2 separate regions of the Triticum aestivum genome follow, and region 2 is linked to region 1. Evidence: chromatin contacts called from public Hi-C data. All regions are on one chromosome and are shown on one strand. Each heading gives the region's core, a stretch centred on a gene start, on an enhancer-like site or on the middle of the called end of the contact. The rest is flanking DNA. Distances are from core to core; before and after follow the strand shown.

The links. Hi-C and Micro-C count contacts between places; a contact is called where the count stands out from the background.
Region 2: a contact with region 1 is called in a Hi-C map of leaf, with 5 times the contacts expected there. The contact joins the promoter of LOC543112 here to the promoter of LOC123052270 in region 1. A contact is called at or near these places in 3 of 5 Hi-C or Micro-C datasets (all in leaf).

What each region holds. Positions count from the first base shown.
Region 1 is chr2D:147,403,896-147,410,534 of IWGSC CS RefSeq v2.1, reverse strand. LOC123052270 (heterogeneous nuclear ribonucleoprotein 1) reads right to left here and starts at 3,002. Exons shown (of 5, transcript XR_006424545.1): 1 at 2,604-3,002; 2 at 2,047-2,293; 3 at 736-1,912; 4 at 1-8.
Region 2 is chr2D:148,294,425-148,301,229 of IWGSC CS RefSeq v2.1, reverse strand. LOC543112 (WRKY transcription factor SUSIBA2) reads right to left here and starts at 2,705. Exons shown (of 6, transcript XM_044475403.1): 1 at 2,199-2,705; 2 at 976-1,146; 3 at 1-434. The coding sequence starts at 2,432.

The DNA.
Region 1 (6,639 bases), core at 1,753-4,252:
GGATGGCACTACAATAACAAGGTTGTAGCAAATCTCAATTTTACTTATGGAAGAGCTGGTCACAAAATTTGTCCTAGTATTATGTCAAAGATCATAGAATAGATACAGGAACTAAACAAATCAGGATACTGAATACATCCTACACCGATCATTGCATCGATTTACTTGGCACAACTAAAATTGCAAAACAAATCATTGGTCCTTAATCCATTATGTTTGTCAGGCATTACATGGAAGCACATCCCAGGTCAATGTTATGGATGAAGGCAATGCTCCCTATTTGATCTATTCATTATCATTTAAAGCTGATGCGTCCAAAAGTTGTTGCTCTCGATAGTGCTTTCATTACAGCGAAAGCAGTCAGATAGTACCCAATGTTGTGTCAGTTAAATGTGATACGTATACTACCACAATATAATTACAAGACAATTCCTTCAAGTTCAATCCACTGACATACCAGTCAAATCTGATGTAAGCCCCAAGAAAGGTCTATTGATTATGCTCTAGCATCAACTGATTAAGCATATAGCATGCAATTATGCAACATTTTTCCTTTCCAAAAGCATAGATATGCAGGTGTAATGGTTCTAATAAACTGAATGGGTAGATCAATTGCTCTATTTAAATATCCGTTCTATGTTTTGAATAGCTGAGTTATGCAGCACCTTTAACTTTCAAAAAAAAGATGGGAAATTCATGTGTAACTGATAGCAAAATGTTGAAGCAGATACTGACCTCTGCTTGTCTGATTATTATTAACAGTATAGTTGCCCATGTAACTTGCTGGCATGTTCGATTTGATATCTGGATCGATATTTCCAAGATCATTATCAAAAGGAGGAATATCTATCTCAGATGACGTGAACCTCCAGGTTGAGTCACCATAAATAGAGTTGTTGCCATATGTATCTATGTTGTTCATTTCATATGCATTGGCTGATGCAGAAAAAGGTTCACCAATGGTGCCAGTTGGGTTGCTCCTTCCATAGCCGCCAGACGGCAAACCAAAGTTATCTCCAGCCCCACGGCCAATGTTAGACCCAAGGCTTGAAATGCTTCCCATCCCATGGGCAGAAGGACCTCCCCAATTTATACTGTCGCCAGTAATACCAACTTGACTCCCACTTCCAGATGGTACAAAAGAACTCATGTTTGCAGGGCTGTTCTGGTAGTTGACATTTCCATTACCCCAAACATTCCTTCCCATTGAACTCAATATTGATCCTGAATCGTCATTCAGACCAACATACCCAATAGGGCTGCCTAGTCTGTTTGAACCACCATTGTAGTATGAACCCATTTGCCGCCCATTTGAGTTATTGAGGAAACTAGAGTTTGCACCAAAATTCGCATTCATCCCAGTTTCAACATTCATGCCCATTCCATAACTGGGGCCAAATGAAGAAAACCCATTTCGTGCACCTGAAAGCAGCCCAAACCTTCCATCCACTCTCATGCCGTAACCTCCTATCGGGTTTGGGCTATATCCCTGGTTGAAGCCATTCAAGAAGTTGTGAACCCTGCTGATAGCAAGGTTCTGCCCTCCAGCAGGTGAGCGTGCGACAGGTCCAGGCGACTGCTCCTTTGGGACAGCTCTCTTGACTTCAACCATCTTGCCATTAAGCTCGTGGAAGTTCTTGTGCAGCGCCTTATCCACTGCATCTTCTGAATCATAGGTGATGAAGCCAAAGCCCCTGGGCCTCTGTGTGTTGTGGTCGTACATGACAACCACATCTGTTATCATACCGAATTGCTCAAAATACCTTCTGAATTCAACCTCAGTAACATTGGAGGCCAGCCCCCCAACAAAGATCTTTCTGGTACGGACTGGCCCAGGCGAGCCTATGCTGCTGCCATTGTTCTTGCTTGCAATGCTCTGGTCATCCCTGGGAACAGCTTTCTTGGCTTCGACCTGAATTGAATTGGCGCAGACAATTGAGCTCAAGCTTGATTGAACCACAGACAGGATTACAAACAGAATTCCCAACGAAATGCGCATGACTACACCTAGCAGAAGAAGGAGCGAGAATGGCATCACGTAATTACCATGCGGCCATCGATCATGTGCTTGTCCATGGTGACTCGCTCAGCAACGCCCGCCTCGGCGAAGACTATGAAGCCGAAGCCGCGGGCGCGGCCGGTGTTGCGGTCCCGCATGATGACAGCCTCGGTGACCTCGCCGAAGCGGCCAAAGTATTCACGGAGGCGGTCCTCGTCCGTCTCCCAGGAGATGCCGCCGACGAAGAGCTTCCCGGAGTCGGCCTCCATCGCGTCCTCCCCTCCCCTCCTACCCCTGCAATCCACAAGTCAGGGCGAATTCATACCAGCCAGCCATAGCAAATGCGGACAAAACCCCGACTTATCCACAAGGGCAGCCACAAAACGAAACGCGCACACGCCCCGCGCGCACGCAGGGCTAGCTAGATCCGAGCTGAAAGCAACGCGGCGATCGAGCCGCGCCCGCGGCCCACGCAGCAAAACGACAAGCGCGCCTCACAGGGCCGCGGAATTACGCGAGATCCGTACCAGATCCGGCCGATCCGGCGGCGATCGGCGCAGGGCGGAGCGGGGCGGAGCTAGCCGGGGCGGATCGGGCGACTCACCGATCGGCGGTCGGCGGCGGCGGTCGGCGGCGGCGGAGGAGGAGGTGGTGGGATCGGGGGAGCCGCGGGGCCGCTCCTCGCGATCTCCGGCGGTGCCAGCCAAGATCTCGATGCGGCCGGGGCGATGGGAAAGGGAGGGGAGGAAGGGGAGGTGGGGATGTTACTTGGGCTTGGACGCTTCGTCTCCTCCTCTCCTTTTTATCGAACCTTTGCTCGCTCCTCTCTCCCTCCCCCCCTCCGCTCGCTCGGTGCTACGCTGCGCTGCGCTGCGATGCGGTTGTTGTTTTTTACTTTTGCGCGGACGGAGGGGGGGTTGCCTTTTTTAATCGGTTTCCGCTGGCCTGGAATCGCGGTGCTCGGCTCGATTGGGAAAGCAGCAGCGGGGGCGGGGGCCGGTGGGGTGACGCGGATAATCGCATAAAACTATCCGGGAGGGCAGGTTGGTGCGTGCCGCCCGCTCCCTCGGCCCTGCCCTGCCCTGCCGCGCTGGACCCTGAGCTGGGCTGGTGCGCCGCGAGGAGGAAGACGAACCCAGCTGACGCTGCGTGCTAGCCGGAGATGAACCTGCCCAGTTTCAAATTCTCTTCTTTCTCGTGCACCGAAAGCTCCGAGCTTTTGAAATGGTATAGTCGTGCTCTTTTACCGGCGGAGACGAGAAATGGAGTAGCATCATTGACAGGATGCATACAGGTAAGGGGATTATATGGCTTGAAAATGACATGCTCTCTCATGCCCAGAAAATATCTCACGTAATTCAAATATGCCGCATGCACCATCACATGCGGCTAAAAACCATGAAATAATTGTTGGATAAAATTAGCAATTTTTTGATTGATTTAATCCGTAAATAAATTATGAACATGACACTGACAAAGTGACAATATTAAGCTCATGCTACTACGCATATAGCAGAAACCTCTATGCAAATATCTAATGCTCCATACAAGCAACACAGAAATAAACATGAGAAGGGTAAACAAATTATATCATCCGGCCGGCTAAAAAACCATGACGTTATACTCAATGTTTTGTACACTACTATGGTGAAATCTTTTTTTTAGGCAACGGTGAAACTCTAATGATTTCATTCTTTTTCTCCGGGCTGCGTTAGTTTCAAATTATTGGGCTTTCCAATTCAAATAGTCTTTATCCAATCTGATATTTTCTTATCATTGTATCAAAATGTGGATGGTCTCCACAAATGGGCAAGGTAGGAAGACGTGGTTGGAAGTTTTTTACTGGCGGAGACGAGAAACGGAGTACCGTCAACGGGGGATAAAACGGCTTGAAAATGACAGGTTCTTTCTTTCTTTCTTTCTTTTCGGGAAAAAATGACACGTTCTTTCTTTTATGCCCGAAAAACATCTCATGTAATTCAAGTATGCCGCATGCTAGAACATGTGCACATGCATGATCAGATGCGGCTAAAAAAACTTGAGGTCATATATACTCATGTTTCGTCGGTACTACGTCTACAGTCAAACTTTACGAGAATATTAAAAATCTGGCGTCGGTTTTTAAACATGGCAAATCAAATAGTTTTATGGTAAATTACGTTGTCATTGCATGGCAATTCCCTTCAACGAGCATGGCAAATCCTGGCCACCGCAAAATATAATTTGTAAAAAAAACATTCGATTGGCCATGCTTAAAAATCTGACGTTGGGATTTTAGCGAAATACAAAATTTAAGACTTCCAAATTATTGGGCTATCCAGTTGAAATACTCTTTATCCAATCAGAATTTTTCTTATCTTGCATCATATGATTGTAACATGGAAATATGATTCTGGAATGTGAAAAACAAACATAAATGCGTACTAAAGACAAGTATGTGCACACACATGCATGTGCAATATTTGGTATAAAAATATAATTGTGGGTTGGGAGAGAAAAAATATAAATCAGGATGAAAGATCCAAATTTATTAAGTAAAGAGAATGAAGAGGAAATTAGCAAAATAAAAAACAATAAACAATTTGTTGATTAGCATGCATGAGTGAGGAACTCGAGCGAGAACTAGGTACTAACTAGGGGCGTGTTTATCCTCCAAGAAGCCCAACCAGGCACGCGCGCTGCAAAAATGATTTGTTTCGTTGGCTCGGCTGCATTAGTTTACTGGTCAGCACGATGTTTAATGGTTATGGCCCGGGGGTGCCTCACCTTGCTGGTTGTCGGCCCAATTATGTTGACCGAGGACCCCGAGGGTCGGTTTCCACCCTGGGCCATCATGCTGGCACATGGGCCCTGTAGAATAAAGATTCAAGAAGCCTTGTTGTTCAAGACAATAAGCCGAATCCGGGAAGGACTCTGACTTTTGTAAACCTAGGGCCCCGATATCTTATATAAGTCGGGGTCGGGTTGGTACTACTCTTCTACTAGCGGAGGCGAAAAATGGAGTATCATTGACGGGATGCATGTAGCGATGTACGCTTGCAGGGGATTAAATGGCTTGAAAATGACATGCTCTCTCATGCCCAGAAAATATCTCACATAATTCAAATATGCTACATGCATGATTTAAAGGCGGCTAAAGCCAAAGTGGAAAAACTGCAAAACCTGAAGTATAAGCCCAAACAAAAAGGGCCTTAATCCAATCTGATTTTTCCTTATCATTGTATCAAAATGTGGATGGTCTCTGCAATGGACGAGGTAGGGGGCGTGGTTGAAAGTCTTTTGACACAAACCCTTGCGAAAAAGACGGGTATCATATGATTGTGATATGGAGTAGTAACTCAACAGGAAATTGTCTCCTTAAGTTTTTAGAAATGTGAAAACACAAACATGCCCGCAAAAAAACTAAGAGCATTTCCAGGAGGTTATCAAAAAATGTTCCCCAATAAATTGTTATTTGGTTGTCCCAATAATTTAGAAGGGGTTTGCAGGTGAGGTGCTTTGTCAGGATCCCAATAAGCTCTTCCCAGTAATCTGCTTTTTTTCTATTTCTCTTCAATCTTGCATATAAACTACATATGTATGTCCATTATTGATGGAAACATGCCCTAGAGGCAATAAAGTGATTATTATTATATTTCCTAAATCATGATAAAGGTTTATTATTCATGTTAGAATTGTATTGACCGGAAACTAGCTCATTGATCAAAGATGGTTAAGGTTTCCTAACCATAGACACGAGTTGTCATTTGATAACGGGATCACATCATTAGGAGAATGATGTGATGGACAAGACCCATATGTTAGCTTAGCATATTAACCGTTCAGTTTATTGCTATTGCTTTTCTTCATGTCAAATACATATTTCTTCGACTATGAGATTATGCAACTCCCGGATACCGGAGGAATACGTTGTGTGCTATCAAACGTCACAACATAACTGGGTGATCATAAAGATGCTCTACAGGTATCTCCGAAGGTGTGTGTAGTGTTGGCATAGATCAAGATTAGGATTTGTCACTCCGAGTATCGGAGAGGTATCTTTGAGCCCTCTCGGTAATACACATCATAAGCTTGCAAGCAAATGACTAAGGAGTCACTCACCGATACGTCTCCAACGTATCTATAATTTATAAAGTATTCATGCCATGTTTACAACAATTTTATATGGATTTGGTATGATTTTCATGGAACTAACCCGGACTGACATTGTTTTCAGCAGAACTACCGTGGTGTTGTTTTTTGTGCAGAAATGAAAGTTCTCCAAATGAGCTGAAACTTTTTGATGATTTTTTTGGAACAAAAGAGACCCCTGAAGCTTCGTGGGAGGGCCAGAAGAGCCACGAGGAGGGCACAACCCACCAGGGCGCGCCTGGTGGGCCTGGCTTGCCCCGGTGGGTTATGCTCACCTCGAGGCCCATCTTCGCATGAAACTGACGCCAAAAAATCCTATAAATAGAGAAACCATCAGAAATAACCCTAGATCAAAAGTTCCGCCGCTGTAGGCCTCTGTAGCCACCGAAAACCAATCTAGACCCCGTTCCGGCACCCTGTCGGAGGGGGGAATCATCTCCGGTGGCCATCTTCATCATCCCGGCGGCCACCACGATGAGGAGGGAGTAGTCCACCCTCGGGGCTGAGGG
Region 2 (6,805 bases), core at 1,456-3,955, 890 kb before region 1:
TTATAGACAACTTCCGTGATCAGACCATCAACCGCACGCTCCAATAGCTTTTTTACTTCACAATTAGGATGTGTGCACTTGTAATAACTTCTAGGGTTTTCACTTCCCTTGACATGCTTCTGCCCATATTTGCGCCAGTTGTAGCCATCATCTGCTGACTTGTCAGCAACATTTTCAGACTGCGGCTCTTGCATGGCATTGTCAGAACTATTCATCTGCTGCGGCTCAGATGTACCAACTTCAGCAGGCATGTTGTCAGTCAAACCAACCATTCCAACAGGTTGGTTCGGAGCACTTACATTCACTGTAAGACTTGACTCGCGTGAACAGGGAGGTCTGTTTTCATTCACCATATTGCTAGATGATGAGCTGGGATTCATACTCTGATTTTGCATAGAATGCTCGTGTTTTTTTAGATCACTCATAGCAGGAGCCTGCAGTCCAAAATATGAGCATTACAAATGTTACGCGATGCAAAACAAAATATGCAAAAACAAGTCAACAGGAATTAAGAAAGAATGTGACTAACATAGCAAGCACAGATAGATCTAACTACATATGTACCATAGTTTCTCCCCAAACTGTCATTCAAAGTGCTTTCTTCAAACTCTACTATTTAAAGAAACTTCTCCAGTACATGTGAAAGACGTAATGCTACATATGGACATTGAGTTAATGAGTTCTATACTGAGATTTGCCATGCATCTGGGATAGTGTTACCTTCCTACCCTCCAAAAAAGATCAGAATAAAATAGGTAAGTTCGTACAAACATTTACAAATGATAGGCAAGATGATGAATTATGCAACAATTCAAGAACCTAGCCGGATTATGGTTATAATATGCACAATAAAGGCCAGATATATTTGTGGGGTCGTATAGAAACAAAATGCTTAAATTTTCTTTTGATGTTCTGCAAGATAAAGTACATTAATCTCTATGGGACGCAGAGAAAAGAAAATTAAAGGTTGTGTACCAGTGATTGAGAAGACGAATTCAGATGAGGCTTGAATTCAAAATCCCTAGAACCCCCATCTTCATGGGCTCGAATAGACTTATCCCGTGGCGAAGGCAGTATGTCTGGATGAGCACTCTTGTGCATGATTGCAGCCATGCTCAGACTACCAGTTGTTGGTGAAGGTTCAACCTGAAAGAAATCTTTGTTAACTATTTTCGATGTCTACCACGCTTTAAGACATCTGAATACTTTACTTGTGAACGCAAAAAAGAAAGTACAACAACACTATAGGCTGCAAATTGCATATATGAAGTACATCGCCCTCTGAAATAAATGTCACTTTAATAAATATTTTTCTTTACTATAGCCTGCAGATTGCATATATGAAGTACCTCGCCCTCTGAAATAAATGCCACCTTAATAAATATTTTTCCTTAAAAGTAACAAGTTTATCAATCATTTTCTCCTATGCTTGAAAGAGGAAACATGAAGAAGAAGAAGGCCGGCAAGAACAACAGAGCAAGACAAAGAAAGTAAAAATGATGCTGCAAGTGACTAGGCCCAGCAAGCAAGGGCTATTTCAGTCTGTACGCTGCCAGCAAGAGGACTCAGGTAAACAAATACCACTTCTACAATCAATCCCGAGGAAGAATAACAACCAAATGGTCAACCCGACCACAATTACTTGGTGATTTCCTTATGAACGAGCACCATCTCTTAGCACACCACCAGTATAACCGGCCAGAGCCGAGGGGGCGTTTCCTTAGATAAGGCCCTACAGAGCCCCCGTAGAAGGAATGTCAAATGATGATTTGTTCTCGTAGCCCCCAAGTGTGTGCATAACTAACAGAATAATTCCCTGCAGACGCACAAGCAACAGCATCCACCTCACTCCACAGCAAGTAGACGGCGCGGGGACGCTCCAAAAGAAGAAACGGAGGGAAAACAAACATATCACGAAGAACGCCCGCAGAAAAGGAAGTTCCAGAAGCTTCATGGCATGGCCGGAAATGCGAAAGCGCACAGGGAAAGCGCGTTATTCCGAGGCCACGAGCCAATTCCCCGGCGCAATTGTCTCATAAACTAGAGCGCGGAGCTAATGCGCATCGGAATCCCTCCTTTTCCCCAGCTCAAATTGACCTCAGCATGACACGGACGCCGTACAACCGGCAGATCCCGCGGTAACAAGTAGTAACAGGAGGCCAGAGGCGATAGGTACAGTACAGGGAGGCGGCAATCACCTTGAAGTTAGTGAGGAGCACCGGGGAGTCTAGGAGGGCGGAGGGGCTGAAGCCGGCGGGGATGGTGAGGCAGGGCTCGCGCGAGATCGGCAGCCGCGCGGGGGACATGGCCTTGTACCTCGCGCCCGCGCCGGCGAGCGCCGCGACGCGTCGATCCGCGGGATGCGGCTTCTCGGGCGAGCTCCCGGCGGCCGAGGGGAGGTCCCCGGGGCTAGGGTTCGGCGAATCGGCCATCGGCGCGGTGCGGGGCTGAGCGGAGGGGCCTGAGTGAGGAGGAAGGCGGAGGTGGTTTTGGAGGCGACGGTGAGAGGGGCAGTTTGGGGAGGGCGGGCTCGTCCGCTAGCGAAGGCGGCGTGGGGAGTGGGGCTGCGGCTCGTGTGGACTTAATTAATGGGGCCAGGGGAAATGACCCTTCCGCCCCTGGATGGCGCCCGAAATTTCCCCGGTTGGGTACGCACGCGAGCTCAGAGCGGGGAGGGAAGCGGCCGTGCGTGGTGTGGTGTGATGTGAGCAACCGCGGCACGAAACCGGTGGTGGGATCCGGGGGCAGGGGGTGGCGACAGCGACCGCGGCTGGCTGCGGGGTTGGGACTTTGGAGGCACCGATGGGCTACTTTTCTGGGTGTGGCTGCTGGGTGGGGCCGCGGGGGGCCGGTCGGCGCGTCAGGGAGAGGGGTGAGGGGGCGGGTTGGGGCTGCGGGTGAGGCTGGGATACTGGTGGGCAAAGTAAATGCGTGTTTTAAATTCGGCATGGGATGCCTGTCAGAGTGCCCCATGATGATCCTCTTGGCATTGAATGAGAACGACATGGTAAATCCGGGCCTGGATTTTAAAATGCCGCGGGGAGTTTCTACCGCGGTTAAATGGGTTTTATTGTTCTGCAACGACTCTTTTTGGCTACACTGTATACTACCAAATCTACGCAGGGTAGAAGAAAAGCATGGACGGCTGGCGACAGTGTAACGTGCGGATACGTTGATGAGGCGGTTGTGTATTGGGATATCTGCTATTCCTGCACCAAAGGGACAAACGAAAAACACGGCTATCTAATGCCAACTCCAACTCCAACACGCGACACAATTTAGTCCGGCCGCGTTTAACACGCGTCTCTGTAAACGGACGGATGTCTTTTTTTTCCCGCCGTTCACTCATTTCCGGTCTAAATTTAAACCGTGTTGCGCTGAAACGGACAAGGCATGGACTCGGGTGCTTCCTTTGTCCTCCCTCTGGCTCACCTGTCGAGAAAACATTCCCCTTTTCCCCTTCCCTACGCGGCTCCCCCGCCGCCGCCCATTTTCTGGCTGCTCCGTGCGGTGCAAGTTGGCCGCACAAGCCCCTACGCATCCACACAAATCCCCCTCCCCCGGACCCGCTTTTAGGAGTTCTTGCTGGCGTTTGTGGGCTTTGTTTGCCGCCTCTGGTACCAGATAAACCATGGTCGCCGGCGACGCCCATTGGCCCCAACACCATTCGCCTCACTCTGCAAGGCCACCTGCCGCTGTCCATCTCCTTGCACTCAAAGTAATAATCATATGCGACCACTCCCTTTCGAATATGATTGAATACATGCCTCGCCACCCGGAAGCGGCGCCGGAAAAGATGGGGTTTGAAGAGCGGGGAATCCTTAAAGTAATCGGCATAGAGCAGGGCATGATCACTCTGCCTATTATGGTTCAACGCTGGAGCATGGCCCGAGATTGACCCCCTGAACCTAGGCCACCACCGAGCAATGTGGCCATTGACGACCATTGCAGCAACCACAAGCTCTTTGTCATATTCTTGGCAAGGTTCACACGCGTTCCGTGAAGAGTGGGGACGAGTATTCAATCATATTCTTGGCAAGGTTGACTTCTCTTCTTATCAGAAATGCACTATGGCTATTCGTATCCTTGCATATGAATTTCCCAATGATCTTGTGGATGAGTACGTCCGTGTGAGTGAGTCCACATGTCTCAAATCAATGTACAAGTTCTGTCGTGGTGGCAGTGTGTTGGCCCTGAGTGCGTGAGAGAGCCAAATGCCGCAGATACAAACTCGTTGTTGGCGATCAATGTGAATAGAGCCTTTCCGAAAATGCTTGGCGGCATAGATTGTATGCACTGGAAGTGAAGAAGTGTCCATTTGCTTGGCAGGGGTAGTACAAGGGGCACGTGAAAGGTTGCACTATCATACTAGAAGCGGTGGCTTCACAAGATCTTTGGATACGGCCCTCTTTCTTCGGCATGGTTGTTCTCACAGATGATATCAACGTGCCCGGAGGTCAATTTTAAGATCAATGGCCGCCATTACAACAAAGGATACTACCTGGCTGATGGTATTTTTCCTCGGTGGTCAGATCTTGTGAAGACAATATTCAATCTGAAAGAAGAGAAGAAACAGAGATTTGTCCAAGCGCAAGAGAGTGCTGGGAAGCACGTGATGCGTGTTTTTAGTGTGCTTCAATCTTGATGGGGTATCGTTAGACACCCTGCACTCACATGAAGCACCGAGAACTTTGGAAGGTGATGACTGCTTGTGTGATCATGCACAACATGATTGTGCCGGATGAGTGTGATTACATCATATACAATCAAGGCTTTGAATATTAGGGTGAAGATGTTGTGCCTAAGCACCAAGAACCGGCAACGTTTGAATAGTTCATCCATTTTCATTGTGAAATGCGTGTTTGGCATACTCATATGCAACTCCAAAATGACTTGATCGAGCACATGGGTTCCTATTTTTTTAAAATGTTTCTAATTTTAATTTTTTGGCATTCCAAAATTTGTTCAAAATTAGGAAAATTATTCCCTTTTTTGAAAAATTGTTTTCATTTTCCAAAATAGTTCAAGATAAAAAATGCAATCCAAATATGTTCCAAATTCAAAAAATATTTTTATTTTAGCGATATGTAAAAAAATTGAAATAATGTTTGCATTAAAGAGACACATTCTCTAAAATTCTTCTGAATGTTCAAAACATGTTTCCATTTTCAGAAATTGTTTGCAAATTTAAAAAATGCTCATATTTTTACAAAGGCATGTTTGTAAGAATGTTTGTAATTTTAAAAAATGTTCAATTAAATTTCCAGTTCTTGTTTTTTCCTAAAAAGTATGGAATTTTCAAAAACCGTTCGTAATTTAGAAAATTGTTCTGGTTGCCAAGATGTAAGTGCATCTAGTGCCCCTTAGTGATTTTGGTGTATTGAAGACTTATAGGTTAATGGACTAATGTGTTTATGAGTGTACACAGGTCTATAAGTCCATGAGGAGTTTGATATTGACAGTGAAAATCGACCCCTAAAAATGAAGTTCTTCGACTGAAGACTTTGGATTTCTGAAGACTTTGAAAGTGAAGAAATTGGTGTGACTTTGAAGACTTGGTATTCATTTGAGGAACATGAAGCGTGAAGACTTTTGTTTTCGTACTTTCATTTTCTCTTTCTTGAGTCATAGGAAACACCGTACTGTTAAAGGGGGTCGAGGAAATACTAAGGAAAAATTTCCATGTGATGCTCAACTCAAAATCCTACACCTACCAATCCCTTCGAGTGAAGCCATTGGAAATCTCATACAGTTCAGTCATATTCTTCAGTGACAGAGACGAAGTTCTTCTGGTCTCTGAGGAATTTGTTCTGCCTGAGGAGTTAGGAATTCGCCAGTGCGGATTGCCTACACAGTGAGGAACATGATAGCCCTGAGGAATTTGATACTCAAATTTCCGACCGTTGTTGTGCTATGCGCGAGCTGTCCCAAAATATCTACCCACCTAACAGTCATATCATTGAAGGGTATTTATGTCTTATCATGACGGGCTGCTCCCTAGGCTATAAATAGCCGCCCCCTACAACCACTAGCTGGTTGGCTGCTCCGAGAGAAACGGACACTTGTCAATTGAGAGTATCCCATCCTCCGAGGACTTTGAGCGAAAATCATCAAGTGAGGAAAAACCCAAACCCAAACACCTACAAACCCAAAGTGATTGAGCATCACTGAAGAGATTGATCCTGCGTGGATCCGATGCTTGTTACCTTTGAAGACTGTGCTTCTTCCAGACGGTTAGGCGTCATGGTCTAGAGCATCCAAGCGGAAATTGTTGATCACCGAGTGACCGAGTTTGTGAAGGTTTGGAAGTCACCTGAAGACTTACCACGAGTGATTGGGCGAGGTCTGTGTGACCTTAGCTCAAGGAGAATACGGTGAGGACTGTGTGTCCTCAGGTTTAAATACCTAGCCGCTCCAACCAGACGTACAACTGAGACAACAGTTGGAACTGGTCTACCAAATCATTGTCTTCACCAAGCCAACTGGTTCTATTTCCTCAACTCTTTCATTTCCTCATAACTGTGTTGTGCACTTGTTCATATCTGTGTTTGAAGACTTTGACTGAAGACTTTCTCAATTTCCTCAGTTCAATTTCTTCAGTCTATTTGTCTTCATCCTGTGTTATCCTGTGTTTACGCTTTCTGTACTCTGTGCTTGTCTTCATTTCATCATGATGACTATGCTTGTGTTCTGCTATGCATACTTTTGAGTACTTATTCCGCTGCAGGTAGTTCTTCGCTAAGGAATTTCCTCACCCACAAATTCCTTAGTGAAGAATTCATAAAAATCTCCTATTCACCCTCCC